Regions from separate parts of the Mus musculus genome. Here region 1 is linked to region 2. The links are chromatin contacts, called in public HiChIP or PLAC-seq maps. All regions are on one chromosome and are shown on one strand. The core of a region is the stretch at or near the end of the contact, and the rest is flanking DNA. Distances in the headings are between cores, read along the strand shown.

Region 1 (7,060 bases), core at 99-2,598, 270 kb before region 2:
TTATTAGAAGTGTCGTTTTTATTTAGCTTGTTTTTTTTTTTTGAGGCTGGATCTCACATATCCCAGGCTTACTTCAAACCTTAGCCAAGAAGGACATGGAACTTCTTATTCTCCTGTCTTCACCTCTCATCAGGTGTTGGGATTACAGGCATGTGCCACTAGGCCAGGTTTATGGCCCTTAAGAGATCAGACTTAGAGTTTTGTGCCTCCTAGCAAGCACTGTACCAGTGACCTACATCCTACAACCCGGGAGATGTTATTTACAAATTAAAACATACAAGATACAGTTTGAAATAGTCAGCATTTGATAATTCAATTTTATTTTTATGTTCAGTGAATACTGAACTGGTCTGTCAAATGCCCTTTCAAATCTCTCAACACCATCCATCTCTCCTCTCTGCCCCGACTGGACTATGGACTACACATGAACATGGGAACCGTGATCTTTACCCAGTTTTGACTTTCGACTCTTGGACCCAAACATTTTACCTCCCTATTCAAAAACCTGCAAAACGTTGTCTTGGCTTTGAAAATCCTTCTGCTCTGTTTGCTTTTTAAAGCTGTTTGGGGGGACACCGCAGCTGTGCTGGGCACTGTGTACTGAGCAGACTCACGTTAGGATTGGCCACTCAGGCCTGGCCTGGGCTCGCTTGAGGCAAGTCCGCACCGTTGAGAGGGCTATCAACACAATGAAACGGAGGCACCCTTACTCACTTGGTCCCTGGAGCAGCTGCCTAAAGATTGTCTCACCGCAGCAGTCCCCACCCAACAGAAAAACGCTGCGCTAGATCTTACAATTTAGGCTCACTGAGGCTGTGTGTGTGTGTGTGTGTGTGTGTGTGTGTGTGTGTATGTGTGTGTGTGCTGACACCTTTAATCCAGGCACTAGGGAGGCAGAGGCAAGCAGATCTTTGTGAGTTCCAGGGCAGCTAGGGCTACATAGTGAGAAACCCTGTCTCAGGAAAGAAAGAAAATTCCTAAGAGGAACTAGATTTGAGGTTTTACAAGTTAACACAAGTCAAAAACAACCAGCATTATGTTATATACACTTTAATTTTTTTTTTCACACCAAGTGTTCAACTTGGCTTTTAAAAGCTGTAAGAAACATTTACTTTCCATTTAAATAACAACTTAAAATACTAGGGGTCTACAGCAGTGAAGCCGGATTCCTAGTTGTAGTAAACTGCAGTCACCAGCGCGCACACGCGTGCACACACACACACACACACACACCATTTTCCAGAATATTTTTCTTGCTCCCTGGCCATTTTGCCTCTGAGTGAACATTTTATCTTTGAGTGGCTGCCTCTCTCCAAACCATCTTAAAAGGTCCGGAGAAATAGCAGTTCCCACTAGAGGGCTCCCTCATCCTCCTCAGCCAGCAACCCTCTCCACACCCCGCACGCTCGGCCCCCTCCCCTCCCCTCCCCTCCCCTCCCCTCCCCTCTCCTCCCCCCCCTCCCCTCCCCTTCGCTCCCCTCCCCTCCCCTCCCATTCCCCCCACCCCCACCCCCCGCACCGCAGCCCCCACTTTTCCCCTCCCTCGCTCCTCTCCTCGCTCCCCCCCCCCCCCCCCCCCCCCGCCTCATCGGAGTTTTGTTGAGCTGGTCTTGGTCTTCCACTTAGCTGCGTTCGGATTTTAATGACTAATCCGGGGGCTTCTTCAATTTCAATTAAGACAGGCTATTTTAGCAGATGAACTAATTGCCTCCATACAGTTCTTTCCACTCTAATCTCCACAAGGGATGGACAGCTGTCACTTAAAAGCACTGGTAAATTCTGTCCTTAGGCCAGGGAAGCCTGCAATCTGGATTGGCTGCAGGGCTTCAAAGCCAGCTGCTCTGGGTACAGTGGAGGACAAGTGGCCTGGAAGAAGGGCATGGCAACCCAGTTCCCGGGGACTGTGTCCTGAGGGCAGTGAGGCACAATACCATCAGCTCTTCCAGCTTTTCTAGAAAATCCAAGAATCTTGTGGTCCTTCCTAGGCCAAATGTTTGTGTTCGTTTTACAAAAGAACATTATTATCTGTCATTAGTAATTGCTGTATCTTTTGTTTGTTTGTTTGTTTGTTTGTTTTTTCGAGACAGGGTTTCTCTGTACAGCCCTGGCTGTCCTGGAACTCACTTTGTAGACCAGGCTGGCCTTGAACTTAGAAATCCACCTGCCTCTGCCTCCCGAGTGCTAGGATTAAAGGCGAGCGCCACCATGCCCAGCAGTATCTTTTTATTTTGATTTCCTCTCTGACAGAGTGACATTCTCCATCTGGGAGTGGGTGGCACCAAGTAGCTACAGTTCTAGAATCCAAATAAAGAGCATTTGAGTTGGGGTACATTGTGTTTGTGTTTAACTTATTATTTTTTTATTCCCATCTGTATGTGTATGAGCTCATTGTGTGTAGGTGCCCTCAGAGGCCAGAAGAGGGCGCCTGAATCCGTAGCGCCACAAGCCACCCTGACATGGGTGCTGGAAACCCAGATCTGGTCCTCTGCAAGAATGACAAGTACTAGCTGGGCAGTGGTGGCGCATGCCTTTAATCCCAGGACTTGGGAGGCAGAGGCAGGCAGATTTCTGAGTTCAAGGCCAGCTTGGTTTACAGAGTGAGTCCCAGGACAGCCAGGGCTATACAGAGAAACCCTGTTTTTTTTGTTTGTTTGTTTGTTTGTTTTTTGTTTTTAAATAATTAAATAACCAGCACTGTTAACTGCCGAGCCATCTCTCCCCTCTCTTATTTGAGTTTAACAGCACCCAGTTCCATTGTTTCCAGTCATTTGCATGATTGCACAAATGACTCCCAGAAACTCTCCTGTCCACTGTGACCGTTCGCATAGAACAGTGTGACTTGTAACTTAAAAGATAAAATTTCCAGTGCCCAGTAAAGGAAGTGTGCAATAGTGGTGGGAAAACACGTTATAAAGCACATGTTCCAGAAGCCAGCGTGCAGAAACATCCAGCGCTTCCTATGGGCAAATCTCTACGTGAAACTGCTCCAAGGTTGTTTGTCGGGATACTAGGATGGAGGCCCAGGATTGGCAGATCTTTACAGCTTTTAGGAGATGGTAGACTTTCTCTTACAGAGTTCAGATGCTTTTGTAAATATCTATAGAATAAAAGAGGTGGCCAAGTGGCTTGTGACTTAATTAGAAAATTTGAGATATGGCAGACAATTCATAAAAAAACATCATGTTTTTTGGTTTGTTTTGGAGTATGTCAGTGTCTTTGTGAGGGTTTCCAATGCTGTGAAAACGTACACGACCAAAAGAGAGTTGGGGAGGGAAGGATGGCTTTGGCTTCTTCCTTCACTACGCAGTCTGTCGTCAGAGGAGGTCCACAGGGCAGGAATTAAGGTCAGGAACTCAGAGAGAGACCATGGAAGAATGGTGCTATGGCTTGCTCCTCCTGAATTGCTTAGCTTGCTTTTATTACACAACCCAGGACCACCTGCCTAGGGATGGGATCGCCCACAGTGGGCTGGGCCCTCCCACATCATGAAAATGCCCTAGGGACCCACGGGCAATCTGATGGGGGGTTGGGGGTTGGGTTTGTTTCTCTATCAGGGTCTAGGTTTGTGTGAAGTTGACAAAAACCAGCAGCACAATTAGGATTTTAAAACCTTGACCTTTTTGTGTGTGTGTATTTGTGTGTGATTTATTTTCTCATTCCAAATCATACAGTCTTGAACTTAGTGTTAGGTAGCCTTTTGTTGCTGTGAAAAAATACTTGAGCAAAACAGGTTAAGGGAAGGAAGCTGTGTTCTGGCTCAAGGTTTTAGTCCTTTGTGGTAGGAGGCTTCGGCATAGCCAAGAGTGAGGCGACAGGAGCCTGTGCCTGCTGTTGGGTTTCTCACTCTTTTTTTTTTTTTTTTTGGTTTTTTGAGACAGGGTTTCTCTGTGTAGCCCTGGCTGTCCTGGAACTCACTCTGTAGACCAGGCTGGCCTCGAACTCAGAAATCCACTTGCCTCTGCCTCCCAAGTGCTGGGATTCTCGGGTTGGGGTATGTGGGCACAGTGCATCCCACTCTGAGGGTGTCGCTCCCCACCTTCTTTCAGTTGATCCTTCCCGGAAACCCAGCAGACGGACGGACGTACACTTCACCGCACTTGGAGGCATCTCTCAGCCCGATGGAGTCGACAATCAAGATTAAGCACCGTTGTCTGCCCCTCAAGTCAAGTGTGACAGCCAAACATCTACTTAAACCATAACATCACACCTGCCCTGCAAGAAGCTCATTCCTATTTCACAATGCAACCTGCGGCCAGTCCATCTGGAAGGTTCCACATCATCTCAGCAGCTGGCGATTGCTCAAAAACCCAAGTTCATGGTTTCCTCGCAGATCCTGGCTGTGCGCCCAGTGTTTAAAAAGTACACATTGCTTTTTTCTTTTCTTTCTTTTTTTTTTCTTTTTGATTTCTTCAAGACAGGGTTTCTCTACGTAGCCTTGGCTGTCCTGGAACTTGCTCTGTAGACCAGGATGGCCCTGAACTCATAGAAACCCAGCTGAATGTATTTCTAACGTAGATTTCCACAGAGTGAAAATTCCTCTTCCACACGGAAGGATCGAGGCACAGAGATAGAAGGAGGAGCAGGTTCTCAGTTTGGCTGCCTACTGTTCTGGGCCTGTAGTGAGACAACACATCAGGGCAAGTGCACATGGCCTAACAAGATGCCCGTTCACGGTGGCCTGGCAGCAAAGGGAGGAAGAGGTGGAGTTAGGCTACCTTCAAGGCCACCCACTCAGGACTTAACTCTCCAATTAAACCAGCCCTCCCCCCCCCCAAAAAAAAAAGGTTCACCACTGATCTCCTGTGCTGGTTAGCCATTTGTCATTGTGACACAAACTAGAGTCATCTAGGAAGAGGGAACCTTCATTGAGAAAAAGCCTCCCTTGGATTGGCCTGTAGGCAAGTCTGTAGGGGCATCTTCTTGATTAATGGTTGATGTGGGAGGGTCGTCCCACTGGTCCTGAGTCCTGAGCAAGCCAGAAAGTAGCACGCCTCCACGATATCTGCATCAGTGCCTGCTCTACGTTCCTTCAGTGATGGCGCCATCCAAGGGCTGTAAGATGACATACCCCACCCCCCACCCCCAACACACAAGATGCTTTCTTTTGTTTACGGTGTTCATCACAGCAACTTGTTAATTGGAATGGACCAGGCTAGGGCAATTCTAAGGACGTCTCCAGTCTGCCTTTTGGGGTCCTGTGTCACAGCTGCTGGGAAACATGCTGAACACCCATGGGCTAGGAAGTGACTTGTGGCATGGTCACTCTAGAGAAAGCTCAGATCACTATTGAGCTCAGGCCCAGAGGGCTAGTAGGGAAAAGAGGTTATTGTGTGGGGGCCCGGTTCCCTGCCCCCGCCCCCCGGCTTTAAGTCTCTGGTCTTTAGAAATTCTGCCAGGCTGTGGAGAGTGGAGGGGCAGGTCCGCAGCCAGGTGCCCCCGGTGCCCTCCCTGGTCCTGGAGACTGAGCTACATTTCAAAAACCCAAACTCAAAAAGAACGCTGTCAGACCCGGGAGCCTCCTCCATCCTTCTAGCTTTCCCCATGAGCCTGGGTGGGTGGGGAGGCAACTCATCGGCTTGACATTATCCATCTCCTCCTCCTCTACTAGCGTTTTTCCGGGGACGGCAAGAAGCGGTACTGCCTGATGACAGAGAGTGGGCCACTGCGGTGGCAGCTATTTCATAAACAAGCTGGCTTTGGCCTGGAGGAGAGAGAAATGGATCCTAAAAGACTATTTGTGGTTCGCAGCACTCAGGGCTTAAAGGCCGCCTTCTGGCCTCTCTCGAGTTGAGTGATGGAGAGTTGCTTGGAAGAGGGCGCCTGCTGAGCCAAGTGGTTCTGAGATGGATGAAAATGTCAGCGTGTCCACATTGGGAGGGGCTGGGGGAAAGAAGGAAAGAGGCCAAGGGAAATCGAAAGAGCCTCTTCTTGGTACAGTGAAGTTCCTTTGTGAATCGGGAGCCCGACCCACTGTGGCTGGGGGAGCCCAGGCCTGGCCCATTGCTTAGCAATGGAACTCAATGCTGTTACTCGATGTTGCTAAAAGCCATCCAGGTGAAAACTTACAATCGAAGGCAGGTGGTAGGAGGCAAATGGCTTCGGCTGCATCTCATCGCTGAAATGCGTGGTGGCTAAGTGGAGGGGAAGGCTGTCTCGCTTCTATAAGCAGAAAGATACCAAACATTCCCCTGGGAAGGAAAGTGGATCTGTTGGGACCTTTATGTTTGGTCTAAGTCTGTTGCTAATTTATTTATATAGGTATTCAAAATAGTCAAAGTGGTTAGTATGGGTTTCTCTTGAATTTATTCTTTGTAGAGACTTAAGAACTCAGCGCCCTAACCATATAGGCGCCACCCAGAACTCTTTGTCTAAAACCCCTTGTACACACATCTGCTATTACCCCATAGTGCCTCCTGTGGCTGTCTCACTGCTGCTCTTTCTTTCCCCAAAGGAAGGAGGAAGGCAGCCACGATACAATTGTGGGGGGTTCTAGACGAGAGGGTGAACAAATTGAGACTTACTACCTGAAACCACGTCCCAGGGGTTCTGACAAGAACAAACATAGAAAAGTAAGAGATGAGTCAACTCTGGTATTCCAGCTCTCACGCAAAATCTAACAAACTTCACAATCCCTTCTCCGAGGCTTTCTAGGAGAATTAAACTGGGCAATAAGGCAGCTTATTAAAATCAGAACAACTAATAATAACCGGTGGTTTGCACTCTATCTGTATCTAGATAAACGTGGCAAGGAATGACAAAATGTCTGTAACTGAGCAAAACAGTACAGTAAGTGGCTGTTTTTCCCTTTTTGGATACCATACTTCTAGCTGCTGCATGTACTCTGTGTGTAAGAAAAAACATTTCGCCGGGCGTGGTGGCGCACGCCTTTAATCCCAGCACTCAACTCTGTATGAGCATCCTCTGTTTCAAAGGGCGGGCCCTGTCAGTTTGGATGATGTGTTTCATTAGACGGCCAGCAGAGGGAGCTCGCTTGCTACCTGAAGAATCCAAGGTAAATTGAAGCACAAAGAGGCTTGGACGGGAAGATTTCAGGGCTGGA
Region 2 (6,574 bases), core at 1,117-3,616:
AGCCGGGGTTACAAGATCCAAGCCCAGATTTTTTTTATTCAGGTGCTGGGGACTGAACGTTGGTTATTACACTTGTACAGCAAATTCCCCATCTACCGGAATTGCTCCAGTGCCCAAACTAACCACAGGAAGAAATCAAGTGGGCAAAAAGTGAAGATGGCAGACACGCAAATAGACCTGTTCTGTGATGTTATCAGAAGACAGATGGTGGTCAAATTCCACAAAGCCATCGAGGGCCATCCCAAAACTGCCGAGTTACTCAGACCCAGATATTACATCCCTCACCTAGATAATTAAGGACATTGTGTCCGGATGTACCATGTACGTACAAGTGAAGCCCAATGGGAGGGAGAGATGTCCAGGAAGGACTCCACAGCCAAGGAAGCACTTCTGAGTAACACTGGAAATGTTCTCGGTGTTGGCACATCCCGTTCAGGCAGGGCAGTGAAGATCTGGAGAGACCACACTGATGACAGGACTGCCTAGTGGGGGCTGAATCTGCTGCCCTGTTTTCCCTAAGCCTCTGGGGAGTCCCCCTTCTGCAGTAGACAATGGCTACCTCATCCTTTCCAGGTATCTCTGACTTGTCTTGTATCTGTCTTTTATCCATTTCCCCAGCACCACGATTGCTCAGGGCAATCCTTTTGTTCTGTGTTTCCTCTACAGAGTCAAGGTTATCGTAAACCTTTTGAGCGATGTCCAATAATTGGGACCTATTCACACCCTCAAACCCTTCCAACTTCTTTATAGAGATAAAACCCATGGTTCCTGGGTATAAGTATTTGTTAGATTTCCATAGATACCTTCTCTGGATGGGTGGGAATCTATCCCAGGTGCACCCCATATTTGGAAGGTCCTTACAGACTCTGCAGCAGACCCAGAGGCCTGTGCATCTGAGTCTGCCCACAAGTTCCAGCCTGGCGACCTTGTAGGGGCAAAGAGGATCCTGACTCGGTGCCTAGAGCCAACATGGAAAGACCCATACCCCGTTCTCAGCACCCCTACTGCAGTGAAGGTCTCTAGTGTTCCCTACCACACCTAGCTAAAGGAGACAACACAGGTCAGTGATAGATGGGTTGTCACCAGGTCCTCTGACTTCCTAAAGACAAAACTAACACAGGCCTATGACAATGGTTCTCCTATTTTGTTTTCTCTGTCTCCTCATGGGAAAGGCTATTAATCCCCATAAGCCAACCAGTAAGGGGTAATTAGAGAAAGTTTAGCCATGGTCAGAAATAATCTTAAGAAATGAGAAAAAAAAGCCGGGTGTGGTGGCCCATGCCTTTAATCCCAGCATGAGGGAGGCAGGTGGCAGGCGGATTTCTGAGTTCGAGGCCAGCCTGGTCTACAAAGTGAGTTCCAGGACAGCCAGAGCTATACAGAAAAACCCTGTCTCGAAAAAAAAAAAAGAAAGGAAGGAAGGAAGGAAGGAAGGAAGGGAGGAAGGAAGAAAGGAAGAAATGAGAAAAAAGACATCAAGAATCTGACAACTGGTACCATAGCAGGCAAGCTGTGAATCTCAGCAGCTGCCCAGAGAAGAAGGAAGAAAGAACCATACTGTTTGTAAGCAACCACTTAGCAGGAAAGGGACAAGGAGACGGTCAGAGGAAGAGTCAAAAACACACTTAGATTCTGGCCAGCAGACAGAAGAAACAGAAAGAAAAAGGAAAAGTTACAAATATTTAAGTCAGTCTTCATAGCTAACTTCACCAGGGTGAGTTTTCTGGGAAGGAGAAATACATTAAATCATTAAAGGAATAATTATTCCTTCCATGCCTTTACCATGGCTAAAGATGAAACTGGCTCCCTGCGGTATGGTATCTTAGCCTGCTGAGTGAACTACTCAACTGGATAAATACTTACAAATAGGGTTGCTTGTGATGTTAGGGTATACCCAAGCTAGAGAGCTAGCTCTCCTTAACTGGCCTCTACAGACCCCTTATCAGGGTTTCCATAACCTTCTTCTCTCTGAAGAGGTGCAACAGTCACAGGAGAAAATGGGAACTGAACTGAAATTAAGAAATAGATACAGTCCACTGTTACCAAGGACCTAGAGATTCAGTTTTGGCCACTAGAAGGGTTAGAAGCAATGAGGTAAGGTATGACTGGAATTTTGGTCACACCCTTGAGTAGCACCCTCTAGGCAAGGGTGTTCATTTAGAAGATGAGAAACCAGAACTCCCTTCTGGGATTTTGCTGGAGAACCAAGGACATTCCTGGTCCTTCTGATTCCCAGGTCTCTACCCCCACTGCCCCCATCTTCCTAATCAGCTTATAATTCCTTTTCTCATCAAAGCAGGAGTGCAGAGTTCTGAAGAGCCATTGGGATCTGTGGCTGAGAGTTCATGGGACTGAGAGATGGATTTACACCGAGCTGCACAATTCACATTGCACCAGAGATACAAAGGCATCAATAGCTGGCTTAACCATGTTCTCATTCCAGTGATTTCTCACGCTCATCTGCAGATGTTTTAGCTCAGATTTTAGTCTTAGTGCCCTTTGTTCTTGAAAAAAAAATTTTTGCTCATAATAGTAAGTACTGCCAAAAGGTGATAAGGTAAGGCGTGTGTGGAGAGGGATCTCTGTCTTTACAAAGATAGGACGGAAAAGCTGGTAAGACGTCATCTTCGAGATGAACATCAGGGTGTAGCTCTGCGCATTCCTTATAAAATTAGCAAGCCAGATGGACACGTTGTTAAAGTTCCTGTTAAATATTTATGTTTGTGCCCAGAGACTAATGTAGCTTCAGCCTTACTCAGAGAAGCCTCTTTTCACAGTGGGCAGGTCACAGTGGGACTCAGGACCGCTTAAAGTGCGGAAGATAAGAAACTGCTAAATGCTCTGCCCCAACAGGGCATCAACCTCCCCCACTGCGAGGCCCAGGGAACTTTGGGGAAGGAGGTAAAAGAGTTGTGGGAGGTAAAGGTTGAGGGAGGGGAGTGCGGCGGGGTGCAGTCTTCTGGACACAACAGGGAGGTTGCAGTGGTGAACACACAGCGGTCATAACTGCCTGCATGGGAAGACTGGGAGGGAGGGAGGGAGGGAGGGAGGGAAAAAGGCTGGAGAGATGGATGGTTGCTCTTCCAAAGGGTTCAGTTTCCAGCAGCCATGTGATGCCCCTTGTATCTCTAATTTCCGGGAACTGATACCCTCTTCTAACCTCTTGGGCACCGGCACACATGTGGTAAACATACATACATGCGAGCAAAACACACATAAATCTGAGAAAAACATTTCTAAAGGAAGGAAGATGGGAGAAAGAGGAGGCCTAGTTGGTAAGAGGAGGTTGGGAGAGGTAGGGAGGTAAGGGGGTGTTGCCGTGAGAGTGGAACAAAGTACATTGTATACAAGTATGATGTTGTCAACCTTTTTAAATTAAGTTTAAAAACTGGGAGGTTATTTATATCAACTGAAAATGGAGTGGCAAACATGCTAAGCTATCATTTTTCCCAGAGATGGTGAAATGTTTTCAAATTCTTGTGTCAAATTGACAAGCAAGCCTATGTGTTTTCTCTGTTTGCGGGGCTGTGTTTGACGCATGCTACTGTTTGCCCCAGCCAAAGCTTGCCATGATCTCACTTTCATTCGGAATATTGTTATGATTTGAATCACTGTATTGCTCATTTGGCTTTCACTTTGAAGACTCATGTTTAGCTCCTTAAGTAACTGGTTAAAGCCACCAAAATGCTAAGCCCCTGAGGCAGCGTTCATCATCAAGTTCTGGCGTGGATTTTTGTTGTTACCATAAATTTTATACTTAGTAGTATCAAATTTCAACATGTGACCTCAACTCAGCACAAGCCCTTTTAGGACGTCCCTGGCTTGGCAAGGTTTATTCTCTTGGTCCCTGAAGTAGTCATGGTCGTGACGGTGATTTGCATGATGTTAACCATTTTGAACTCTATGGTGCTTAGATGTTACTCATGTTCTTCTATACAATGATACTTCATTCAGTGTGAGTTTGGGGCATCAATTGCACCATCTTCCATTAGGTTTCTGAGTCCACCATCAGTAACTGGACCAAATACGTAGACAACAGACAACGACAAGCACCTGAGCTTGTATCCGTGCTGCTTCCTATAGATCGCATGGAGCCATCTCCAGTGGCATCGTGGTCATCAGCAATACCACCAGTGGAGACGGCAGATGAAGCCAGTGTTTGTAGTATTCACGCTGCCATCCATCACCAAAGATTCCACTGAAAACGAATGGTTCTGCTCTCCAAACTTCTTTGGATAGATTTTCCCAGATTCTTTCATTCGTTTGGCTGTTGTCTGGTGAGACAAACCCATTATAGAAACATATCCCTTCCCTCCCCAAGGCATATTATACCTGTCTACCCTTCTGTCTGTATATTGCTTAATAAATTTGCTATCAGTAAATGGATTTTTTTGCCATCAGATATGCCCCTACATAAATAGTGTTTACAGTGGAACCCATCTCAGTTTTAATTTTTTAAAAATTGGGGAAGAGGGTTGAGTTTAGAGGCTAAGAATGAACATTTGCTGATCTTCCAGAGGGTTCAAGTTTAGTTCCCAGGATGCAGGCTAGGCCAGGCAGTTCACTGTAACTCCCACTCCAGAGTACCTGGCCTCCCTGCTCATGTGACACAAAGTCACACATAGATACAGATACATATAAACCTTTAGGAAACAAACACAATGTTGTGTTGCACAATGTTTTGTTGTTGTTTCTCAGCTCTGCTCTGTTGTCTTGTATATATGCCTTTCCAGTCAGTCTGCTACAATCACACACATTCCCACAGATTAAACAGAATCTCGTCAGAAGAAAGCAATCTGTCTTTACTCATGACTCTTTTTAGGGGTTCTGTTTTCCTTTCCTTGAAGAAGCCATACTGGGATTAAAAATATAAGAATAGAAAAGGGACTGTATGCATTTTACCATAAAAATTAATTTTAGGGAAACGGAAAGTGAAGTTTAGACCCTTTCACATCTCGGTTGCTGGTGGAATGCAAATCAGAGGGCTGATGACAACATGCAGTGCAGAATTCGAGAGGCCTGCCTGAGGTGTGGAAACTCCCTTACCAATCAAGTAAGACTAGTGCCCAGTCTACCAAACATTAGCTGCCTGTCGTTTGCACTGGGGCATTAAGACATTACTAAGGATTGATGGATGTATCACTCGCCAAGTCACCTAGAGCGTCCGACGGTGCCAGTTCAGCTCCCCTCGAGGAGAACAGCGGAAGCCACTCATGCCACGAGACTGAAACCATTCTGTGTAAACAGCAACGGTACATGTATACTTATTTTGCACAACATCACCTATAAACCAATGCTAGAGAACTCCACAATTGAACTGCCCCCCCCAAAAACCCTTAAAAATGTGCTCATGCTTATGTTAAAAAAATGAGTTTATTGGTTTCCTCTAAATCTCATTCAAAGCTATGGAGTCATGCACTTTAAGAATTGGACATCCCAGTCGGGCGTGGTGGCACACACCTTTAATCCCAGCACTAGGGAGGCAGAGGCAGGCGGATTTCTGAGTTTGAGGCCAGCCTGGTCTACAGAGTGAGTTCCAGGACAGCCAGGGCTATACAGAGAAACCCTGTCTCGAAAACAAACAAACAAAAAGAATTGGACATCCCTGCTCTAGATGTTCATCGTGTATGTACAGCAGCCAAGACTGTTTCTCTGAGACTGATTATTGAATAAATGAAGGGACCATCACTCAGACACCAAGGAGTGGGCTTGTGATGGCTAATCTTGGTTGTCAACTTGAGTTCAACCCAGAGTTACAATGATCTGAATAAGTTGTTGGGGGAAGCTTTGGCCTCCCAACAGCCTTTTGAGGTCAGACCTGGTCTTAGAAGCTGGACCTGGTGATGTCAGGCTGTAGAGATTAATTTGCCCTGGTGCTCACCAGGGGAGGGGCTGCTACCCCAAAGAGCTCCAAGGTTAGTTCGGGATTCAGCCTTAGCCCAGGGTCCAGCCCGAGTCCACTGGCAGGGACTTGCGATCAGAACTAACAGCTACGTATTTCTAATGTTCTTCTAAAAGCTAGCTCTCCGGCCCCCTGACATGAAAAGCACCTCCAGCCCTGGGTGACTGGCAAGCAGGCCTGAATGACAGCCACATCCCCTGGCTACTGTAGTGTCTGGCAAGTACAATATGTTTGGGGCTTTCCCCCAGTGTCAAACGGTAGATAAAATGGGAGAGAATCAACCATGTATTCACCCGGCCAGAAATAACTGTTCCTGTGTCAACAAGAAACCTTTGTCTGTGTGTACGTTTCCTTCTCCCGGGGAACATTTTGTTCTTGCTGCTGGTTAAAAGGTGGCGACTTTTAGATAGAAGTACAGCAGGAAGTATTTAAGTTAGATAAAAAACCGAGACTACTCGGCCAAATGATTGACTACGGGATTAGGTTCCCAGGGGTTTTATGGAATCTGACTTAAACTCATGAACCTTGTTGAGCAATTCCAGGGTGGTGAGAGATCTGCCTTGATGTGATTCTTTTGAAAGCGTGTGTTTTGGGATTCCGAGAAAATGGGCGTGGCTTGTGATCGGGAGCCCTGGGAAGGTTTCCTGGAGCTGAACTGGCCTCAAGGTTGGC

What was found. HiChIP or PLAC-seq counts read pairs in DNA pulled down with a chosen protein or histone mark.
Region 1: an H3K27ac HiChIP or PLAC-seq map of embryonic stem cells shows a contact between it and region 2, with 11 read pairs. The contact joins two enhancer-like sites. A contact is called at or near these places in 1 of 15 datasets of contacts at CTCF or cohesin (the NIH/3T3 cell line), 7 of 484 Hi-C or Micro-C datasets (the N1E-115 cell line, bone marrow-derived macrophages and embryonic stem cells), 28 of 115 datasets of contacts at active chromatin or transcription factors (the SCID.adh cell line, T-cell acute lymphoblastic leukemia, Th17 cells and 12 more) and 1 of 9 other capture datasets (embryonic stem cells).

Annotation. Positions count from the first base shown.
Region 1 is chr14:75,869,528-75,876,587 of GRCm38.p6, forward strand. No RefSeq gene overlaps it. Among named protein-coding and RNA genes, the nearest start is that of Gm52138, 18 kb to the right of the region's middle. Within about 2 kb of position 1,349, at least 21 of the 459 cell types and tissues checked have an H3K27ac peak or open chromatin away from gene starts, as enhancers often do. A contact at or near this core is called in embryonic stem cells, where this site is marked.
Region 2 is chr14:76,143,490-76,150,063 of GRCm38.p6, forward strand. No RefSeq gene overlaps it. Among named protein-coding and RNA genes, the nearest start is that of n-TEttc6, 6.0 kb to the right of the region's middle. Within about 2 kb of position 2,367, at least 18 of the 459 cell types and tissues checked have an H3K27ac peak or open chromatin away from gene starts, as enhancers often do. A contact at or near this core is called in embryonic stem cells, where this site is marked.